Regions from separate parts of the Rattus norvegicus genome. Here region 2 is linked to region 1. Evidence: chromatin contacts called from public Hi-C data. All regions are on one chromosome and are shown on one strand. The core of a region is the stretch at or near the end of the contact, and the rest is flanking DNA. Distances in the headings are between cores, read along the strand shown. Region 1 overlaps Pfkfb3 (6-phosphofructo-2-kinase/fructose-2,6-biphosphatase 3). Region 2 has its middle 170 kb from the start of Pfkfb3.

Region 1 (4,394 bases), core at 1,068-3,567:
TAAGAGCTGTATTGCTTCACAGCCTCCCGTCGGTATTCTCCCACATTGAACACTGGACAGGAGAGACAAGGACCATCAGGAACAAGAAGCTTCCCAACCAAGAGAAAGCCAGCTAATAGCTATCTGGATACGGAATTTCATATGGAAACAGTGTGGAATCCCTAGTCCAGGCTTGTCTCTCCTGGGTCACTGTCTGGGAAACAGGACTAGACCAAGGACAGCACCCATCCTGTTTGCTATACCAGAAGCTGTCTTTCAGGAACCAGATACTAGCCCAAGCCTCCCAAAGCCATCAATTAGAAACAAGCTGCGAAGACAGCCAAGAGTCTAGCAAAAAAAAAAAAAAAAAAAAAAAAAAGTTACAATGTAGGAATAGTGCGAAATAAATTACAATGTAGCTCAGTTGTTAAAAGTGATTGTCTAGCATGAATAGAACACTGGGCTGGATCCCAGCACCCAAAGTCGGGCATGGTAATGCATCCCTGCAATCCCAGCACAGAGACGTCGTAGACAGGGGGATCAGAAGTTCGCTAGCTGTATACTTCATTCAAGCTATGAAATAACTGTCTCAAAATCATAAATATAAATAAATGGGCTGGAGAGTTAGCTCAGCAGTTAAGAGCACTTGCTGCTCCTGCACAGAACCAGGGTTTAGTTCCCAGCACATCTGTAACTCTGGTTTCAAGGGATCTGACTCCCTATTCTGGCCATTTGGGGCATGACACACATACGTGTAGTACACGTACGTATTTGCAGGGGAAACATAATATATTTATATATACATATATAAACAAAAGAAATAAATGATAGAATAAATAAAGATGACTGTTGCCTATGGTATCCACACATGACTGGGTCTCACTGACAAGATCAGCCAGCCTTGGCTGCTTGTTGATCTAGTGATTCTAAGTTACTCCTACCATGTCTAAATTAGCTGTGTTCCTGCTGGTACCACCATGGTGATAAGGCCCCATTTAATAGTTACTGTTTATCATATGTAGATCTGGAGTCAACACCAGTATTTAAAAGCATCAAAGTTTCTCAGCACAGCGGGTGATGCTAATTCCTACTGAGGATAGCTACTAAAGGAAGGCTGTAGTTACACACCACGGGACTCTCAAAGAAAAAGCTCCACGGAGAATGAGGTCACCACAGGGAGCCTAATGAAAGGGAAGGTGAACTAAGATAACTGGGAAGCAGGATCAGACTCCATAATCCAGGACGGTTGCTGGGAGTGGCCCCGCCTGAGGGTTCCAGCTCCTAGCCTTCAAACCTGGCTTACCTTTCGTTGGAACACCTATCCAGTTGAGGTAGCGAGTCAGCTTCTTGGAGATGTAAGTCTTACCCCGGGCTGGGAGCCCCACCATCACAATCACCGTTGGGGAGTTGGTCAGCTTCGGCCCACAGGCTGGAAAAAATTAAGAAAGGGGCCATCCATCAATCGAACAGCAAAACTGATGGCGTGAGTCCTATGCCCAAAGACATTATTTTGAAGAATAGGACCAAAATTGGGTATGGTGGCACATGTCGGTAATCCCGGCCCTTAGGAGACAGACACGGGAGGATCACTCAGTGTTTGAGGCGATCCTCTGCTACTTAGTCGAGTTCCAAACCAGCTTGGGCTACACAGAGTTAGGTCCAGGCCAGCCTGGGCAGCTATGGACAACCATCTCAAAGCAGCACAAAAGACTCGCTCTAAAGTTATGACGTCATTGCACATCCCAAAGCCCCTGCTATCTGATGACCCAACGAGACTGCCTCACCCCATCCTCACCTAACGACCCTTGGCCTCGTATTTCAGTCTCACTTTTCAGGCAATATTGGCAACAGGTGAACGGTAGTTCGGAAGGCGAAGGTGAAATCAGATAGGGAGGGGCTGAGCTCCAGACAGGGATTCCAATCGCTAGCAAAATGGTGGAAGAGCATCTCATGGGGGTACAAAGATGGGACCCTAATGCCAGGAAGGGTAAAAATCAGCATGGAGGAGAGATGGCTTCCCAAACAGGTAGGAAACAGACATGAGTGAGACCCAGAAAACCAAGAGGGAAGACATTTTCTAAGCTCCACTGAGACTTTCTTTAAAAAAAAAAAAAAAAGTTAAATAGGGCTTATCGAGTAAAAGTAGGTCATGGACCCAAATGCTGGGCCCCCTGGCTGGGCACCATGCCTCTGCCTCTCACGACCTTCCTGACCACCCCCCCCCATTCTGCTGCCAGGATTTGATGGACGCCAAGTTCAGAGGGATGCATGAGTCTGCCAAGGTAATAGCCAGTCAGAGGGTCCTAAGTAAGCTGGTCACTAAGTCCCAGGCAGGCTCCCAGAGATGCTGTTGCCTGTGATGAATGAGTGCCCCATATAGCCTTAGAATCACAATGAGACAAAACACCAGGGACGGAGGTTTTTAGAGAGCAGCCAGAGGAACCCCGCTAGACAAACCAACATTCCAACATTCCCTTGGCCGTCTCTTTGCCCCCGAGACTCTCAGGCGACTCCTGCATCCTGGTGACAAGGGAGCTCACAGGCCAAAGAGGCCGCCTGCCAACTCGAGCCCAGCTGGCCTTCCCTTGTCTCAGACAGGCTTCGAAGCCTGCAGGGAAAGAGACGAGTCAGTTGTACCAGCCGTACAGATTTAGACAGAGGTTCATGGGAAGCCTGGTCCGAAGGGGGGGTACCCAACATGGATCCTTTGCTTTAGATCTGCAGCCTAGGATCTGAGTAGAAGCATGTCTGATAAGCAGAGGTATGTGTTCTCTCTGATAATGGGGACCTGCATGTGAAGAGTGCGAGGCTATCTAGACAAGAGAATGCAGATGACAAACCAGCCCTTCGGGACATTGCCCACGGATGCATTCTAGAGGCCCTAGAAAGAACAGGTTCCTAGAGCTCCTGTCCCTCTAGCCAATGGTCCCTTCTTCCTCCCTAACAACTGCACTGAGCCATTTCTACTGGAAGCCCCCAGACAGGCACCCATATTATGCTTGTGTGCACGGACTGTTTCTGTTGGAATTGTGTCAGGGATGCAGAGAGGCAGAAGTCGACCGAGTTATCAGATCGGGGATTATGCCTATCTAGTAGTCATAGGGATAATCCCCCTGGCGGTAGACACTTTGGAAGGGGGAGGTGGGGAGAAAACGATACGATACGGTAGACTCAGCAGAGTTCTGTGGGATTTCAGGCGCCAATAAACCTGGATCACTCCCTTAGTTGACAAAGCAGAAGCCATTCATTCTCCCCATGTGCTCAAAGCTGAGGAGCTAGAGCAGTGGCCAAACCAAGTGTAGCTTCCCCTCACCCAGACATCCCAGCACCGTAAGATGAGCAAACCCTTGCAGATAACCTAGCATCCCAATCACAGACTCTTTTAAAACTCACGACCTTGGGGCTGGGGATTTAGCTCAGTGGTAGAGCGCTTACCTAGGAAGCGCAAGGCACTGGGTTCGGTCCCCAGCTCCGAAAAAACAAAAACAAAAAAAAAAAAAAAAACCTCACGACCCTGCTCAAGGGGTCTCCCTGAGCTCACAACCTGCTGCCACCTGCCCTCAGGTTCTTATCTTCATAGACATTTTTTTACCACTGACAAAGGGACACCAACCATGACCCCTCACCCTCACCTCCAACCTCTCCCTGGATCCGATCCCTAACTTTCCTAGGAATTCCAACTTTCCCCCAACCAACTCAGTATACTGAGTTCAAACAACAGAATTTTCAAAGACAAACATAACCCCTCTTTCCCTTTTACATAAATATTTGGGGTTTTTTTTTCTTTATTTTTTTCCCCCCGGAGCTGGGGACCGAACCCAGGGCCTTGTGCTTGCTAGGCAAGCGCTCTACCACTGAGCTAAATCCCCAACCCCGCAGTCTTAGTTCTTAATGCAGTCTTGCTGCCCGTGCCAGCACCCTCAGGCAAACATACACAAAGGACACCAGACCAGCTGGTGAGCTAGGAGAGCATGGCTGAGGAGTGAAGAATTACGGTAAGACGTGTGGTTAAACCCCCAACTTCAACAGTGCTTGTCTACTGAAGCTAATCTACGAGGCAGACACACACCTGGGTCCTAACTTCAACCCTTCTTCCTAGATTAAATGATCAATGACATGTGGCCAAGTGGAGGCATGGAGACCACTGACTCCAATCATCCTACCACCTGACGCCCGCAGCTTTTCTTGAAAATGTGCTCTGCTGTGGAAGATCCCCACACGTCATCCATGCTTGGTTCTTTGCATGCTTTGCAAAACTTCAACATTAGAAAAAGGTGCTAAATCATCTTCATCCTTTGTGCAAGCATATGGGTTACGCTTCAGCTAAGCTACAAGTTCAAGGAAGAAACATGGAGGAACACGTTTAGGTCAGACAGCTGTGGACCCTGAAGGAGGTCCGTCATCCCTGCTGAGAA
Region 2 (4,394 bases), core at 920-3,419, 160 kb before region 1:
ATCTCTTCCCAAGTAACGCCTAGACCACTCATTCTGGGACATTTCCCTAGGACAACTGGCTCAAGACCCGTTTTTTTTTTTTTTTTTTTTTTTTTTTGGTTCTTTTTTTTTCGGAGCTGGGGACCGAACCCAGGGCCTTGTGCTTCCTAGGCAAGCGCTCTACCACTGAGCTAAATCCCCAACCCCGACCTGTTTTAATATTAATGGATTGTTTTACTTTTTAAAAAGTATCATTGTACTTATTTGGTGTATATGTGTGTTTGTGTATGTGTGTGTGTCTGTCCCTATATCTGTGTGTGTGTGTGTGTGTGTGTGTGTGTGTGTGTGTGTGTGTGTGTGTACCTGCCATCATGTTACAGTAAAGGCTAGAGAACAGCTTTCAGGAGTAACTTCTCCTCTTCTGCCACACGGACCCCAAGGATTGAACTCAAGTTGTCGGGCTTCTCCGTAGGCACCTTTATCCACTGAGCCTTAGAGCTCTCCCATAGATTGCTTTTCTATGAAACGGCTCTGAAATCAGGAATCAATAAATCGCAACTCAGGTACACCATCAGGTACACCAACCCAGCCCACTACTTGTTTTTAGAGACAACGTTTCACTGAAACACAGCCACATTCATTCATACATGTGTTGTCCCGTGGCTGAGTTCACACTACAGCACCAGAGTTGAGTAAATCGTGTGCCCACAAAGGGTTTCCTATTTGACAATAGAGCCCATTACCGAAAAGCACCGCCAACATTTGTACTAAGGAAAGAAATTTAGCCAGGCATGGCGGCACATGTCATTAATGCTTACACTTGGGAGGCAGGTCTCTAGGAGTTAGTTAGCCCAGGTTTGCCAGGGCTACATAAGATCCTGTCTCAAAAAAGCACCAACACTCTACCCAACAACAGAAAGATTTAAAGATATAACAGCAATGGCTTCGTAGAAATAAAACCTGACTGAATCCAATAGCAAGTTCTAAGTATTTGGAAGCACAGTGCATTGTGAAAGGATATGAGCATAAATAAACACTAATACGACGTTGCCAGCTCTCCCATGAGCATCCCAGTGCAGGTAAGGGGCCTTGGCTTGTTGTTTTTTATTAGATGGGTTCCTATTTGATCGTTACATATATAGAGATATGGATATAGATAGATAGATACCACCCTCTCACTTTAAATATTTTTATAGATTATTCTTAAGCTGCCAAAAGATAATAGAAACTAATGATCAAATAGGAACAAATCTAATACAACAACAAAATCAAAGCCCCTTGATTCCGTTGGGCCATATGTTCCGTATGCTCACTGGAGACAGTGGATGGGAGGAATGATGTGTATTTATGCTAATATATATTATATACATACAATGTATCAACAATAATCTTAATTGTTTTTAAACTTAGGATTTTATCTCTATTCTATGTACGTTGGTGCTTTGCCCGCACGTATGTCTGCGTGAGGGTGTCACGTCACTTGAAAGCGGAGTCGCAGGCAGTAGTGAGCTAACAGTTTTGGAAAAGGTACGTTATAGTACAAGGGAACGTCATCTTGGTGAGTTCGAACCCTGGGACCTACACAGTGTCCCTAAGGGGGAAGTAGGGAAAATACCAGCATCTGGAACAAACAGAAGCTATACCATTGGGTACGGGTCTTTTAGGAAGATGTTGGGACCCACTTCCCACCCTCTTGCCTTTTCTTTCCTGGACTCTGTGAGTGATGGGAATGACTGCTCCACCACATACCCCCACCATGATATTTGATATTAACCACCAAGCAGCTTTGGGAAGTAAGTCCTGAAACCATAAGCTAAAGTAAGCCTTCCCTCCTTTTGAAACATCCCAGGTGCTCGGTGACAGTTACAGGAAGCTGAGCGAGGGTGGGGCTGAACTTGCTGCTTTCTTCCTAATGAAGTAGTGAGTTCAAGGGCTGTTGCTGCAGTCTTAACCTCTAGTCAACGCCAGGTACACAGCGTCGCTTGCTTCCCACTGGGTAAATGAGTGCACCCCCATGCCTTACAGACTTCCACCACAGAGGCCCCGGAAAGTGCCATCGCAGATGAGACAGAAAGAAAAGACAGGGAGGAATGGGCTTAGCCGAGAAGTCCACTCCAACCATTCTGGTGAATGGAGCTGTGTCAGTGTCAAATCCCATGAGGCTGGTACCAGTCAGCACCAGGCTAATGGCCAGAAAGTTCAGAGAAGAGGCTGGGACCAGTGCCAAGAGAAATCCAATTCAGCACAGGCAGCAACAAGCTTAGGGGGAGCTTAAAACCGGCAGTAACCACAAAACCCGGCATGAGGGAGGGAGGCTGGTGAGGTGAGGGAGAAGGTGGGAGGCAAGGATCCCAGAGCGACTTCTACTTCAGGCAATATTGCGGGCCAAAGCCAGGACAAGGACACTCTCCACAACCTGACAGCCAAATTCCTGCTGCTCTGGATCCTGGGATTCAGGGAACACATGAGTCTCCTCTTTGACAGCTACAAGCATCAGAGACGGAAAAAGAAATGTTTAATTTCAGAGAGCCACAAGGGACTTTAGAAGTCCTCTGTGTAGCCAAAGACTTCCAAGTGGTGTGATTCATGTCTACCAGCTGTAGGGGTACAGAGGCTTCTTTGATTTCACTTGCCCGTTGATCCCCAACACCACACCAAGTGCCCAGTGCATAGCAGATCCGAGTAATAACAAGGGTGCATGAAAGAACGGTGAGTCCTACTTAGATACAGATATTTTTGAGACATGTGTATGCACGTGTGTGTGTGTGTGTGTGTGTAAGGGTGTATGTACATGTGTGTCCATATGTGTATAATTTTGATAACCTATATATGGACACAGAGAAGCCAGAGGTAGCCACGTGATCTCTATCACTCTCTACCTAATTTTGAAGCAAGGTCTCTCAGTGAACCTGGAGTTTACTCTTTCATGTAAACTAGCTAGGGCCAGGAAGCCCCTATAATTTTCCTGTCTCTGTCTTAATCCATTGCTGGGCTTGCAAACTCATTGCACCTGGCTTTTTGTGTGGGTACTGGGAGTTCTGAACTCAAGTCTTCATGCTTATGCTGCGTCCATAAAAGGAGAGGTATGGCTGCGCATGCCCATAAACCCAGCAATAGAAGCTGAGGCAGCGTTCCTGGGAGCTTGCCTGTCAGTCAGCCTACGTGAATGGCAAGCTTCCCTCTCAGTTGGACACCCTGTCTCAAGGGAACAGGGTAGGGACCATCAGAGCAAGACACCTGGCATCCTCCTCAGGTCTCTCTGTGCACACAGTCTCACAAACTCATACACACACACACACACACACACACACACACACACACACACACACACACACACCATTCATAACTTCTCCACACAATGCAGTCCGCCCTTCGTTAAAACCACAGCTGGCATCTTGGCCGCCACCAATGATGTAATAATAACTAACCATGACCAAAGAACATGAATGAATGCTATATAGTCTAAAATAGCATCATAATTTAAATCACCGCTTATTAAAATAACGCACCCCCAAACAAGACAAAGATCAGACTCTACTGGAACATGCGCTTTTTCTCACACGTTCTTCCCAAATGTGTAGAGAACACGAAGGTGTGCCCTGTTCTCTTTTGTTTTTTTGTTTTGTTTTGTTTTTTTTTGTTTTTTTTTTTTGTTTTTTTTTTTTTTTATTAACTTGAGTATTTCTTATATACATTTCAAGTGTTATTCCCTTTCCCGGTTTCCGGGCAAACATCCCCCTCCCCCCTCCCCTTCCTTATGGGTGTTCCCCTCCCAACCCTCCCCCCATTGCCGCCCTCCCCCCATAGACTAGTTCACTGGGGGTTCAGTCTTAGCAGGACCCAGGGCTTCCCCTTCCACTGGTGCTCTTACTAGGATATTCATTGCTACCTATGGGGTCAGAGTCCAGGGTCAATCCATGTATAGTCTTTAGGTAGTGGCTTAGTCCCTGGAAGCTCTGGTTGCTTGGCATTGTTGTACTTTTGGGGTCTCGAGCCCCTTCAAGCTCTTCCAGTTCTTTCTCTGATTCCTTCAATAGGGGACCTATTCTCAGTTCAGTGGTTTGCTGCTGGCATTCGCCTCTGTATTTGCTGTATTCTGGCTGTGTCTCTCAGGAGCGATCTACATCCGGCTCCTGTCGGTCTGCACTTCTTTGCTTCATCCATCTTGTCTAATTGAGTGGCTGTATATGTATGGGCCAAATGTGGGGCAGGCTCTGAATGGATGTTCCTTCAGTCTCTGTTTTAATCTTTGCCTCTCCCTTCCCTGCCAAGGGTATTCTTTTTCCTCATTTAAAGAAGGAGTGAAGCATTCACATTTTGATCATCTGTCTTGAGTTACGTTTGTTCTAGGGATCTAGGGTAATTCAAGCATTTGGGCTAATAGCCACTTATCAATGAGTGCATACCATGTATGT

The links. A called contact is a pair of places that touch in the nucleus more often than the background predicts.
Region 2: a Hi-C map of psoas muscle shows a contact between it and region 1, with 2.6 times the contacts expected there. The contact joins two enhancer-like sites. A contact is called at or near these places in 10 of 12 Hi-C or Micro-C datasets (the A7r5 cell line, the Rat2 cell line, Schwann cells and 5 more) and 1 of 1 datasets of contacts at active chromatin or transcription factors (oligodendrocytes).

The regions. Positions count from the first base shown.
Region 1 is chr17:71,949,339-71,953,732 of GRCr8, reverse strand. It overlaps Pfkfb3 (6-phosphofructo-2-kinase/fructose-2,6-biphosphatase 3), which reads right to left. Exons shown (of 18, transcript NM_057135.1): 2 at 1,283-1,408; 3 at 1-52. Among named protein-coding and RNA genes, the nearest start is that of Pfkfb3, 6.6 kb to the right of the region's middle. Within about 2 kb of position 2,317, at least 35 of the 93 cell types and tissues checked have an H3K27ac peak or open chromatin away from gene starts, as enhancers often do.
Region 2 is chr17:72,107,911-72,112,304 of GRCr8, reverse strand. No RefSeq gene overlaps it. Among named protein-coding and RNA genes, the nearest start is that of Pfkfb3, 170 kb to the right of the region's middle. Within about 2 kb of position 2,169, at least 53 of the 93 cell types and tissues checked have an H3K27ac peak or open chromatin away from gene starts, as enhancers often do.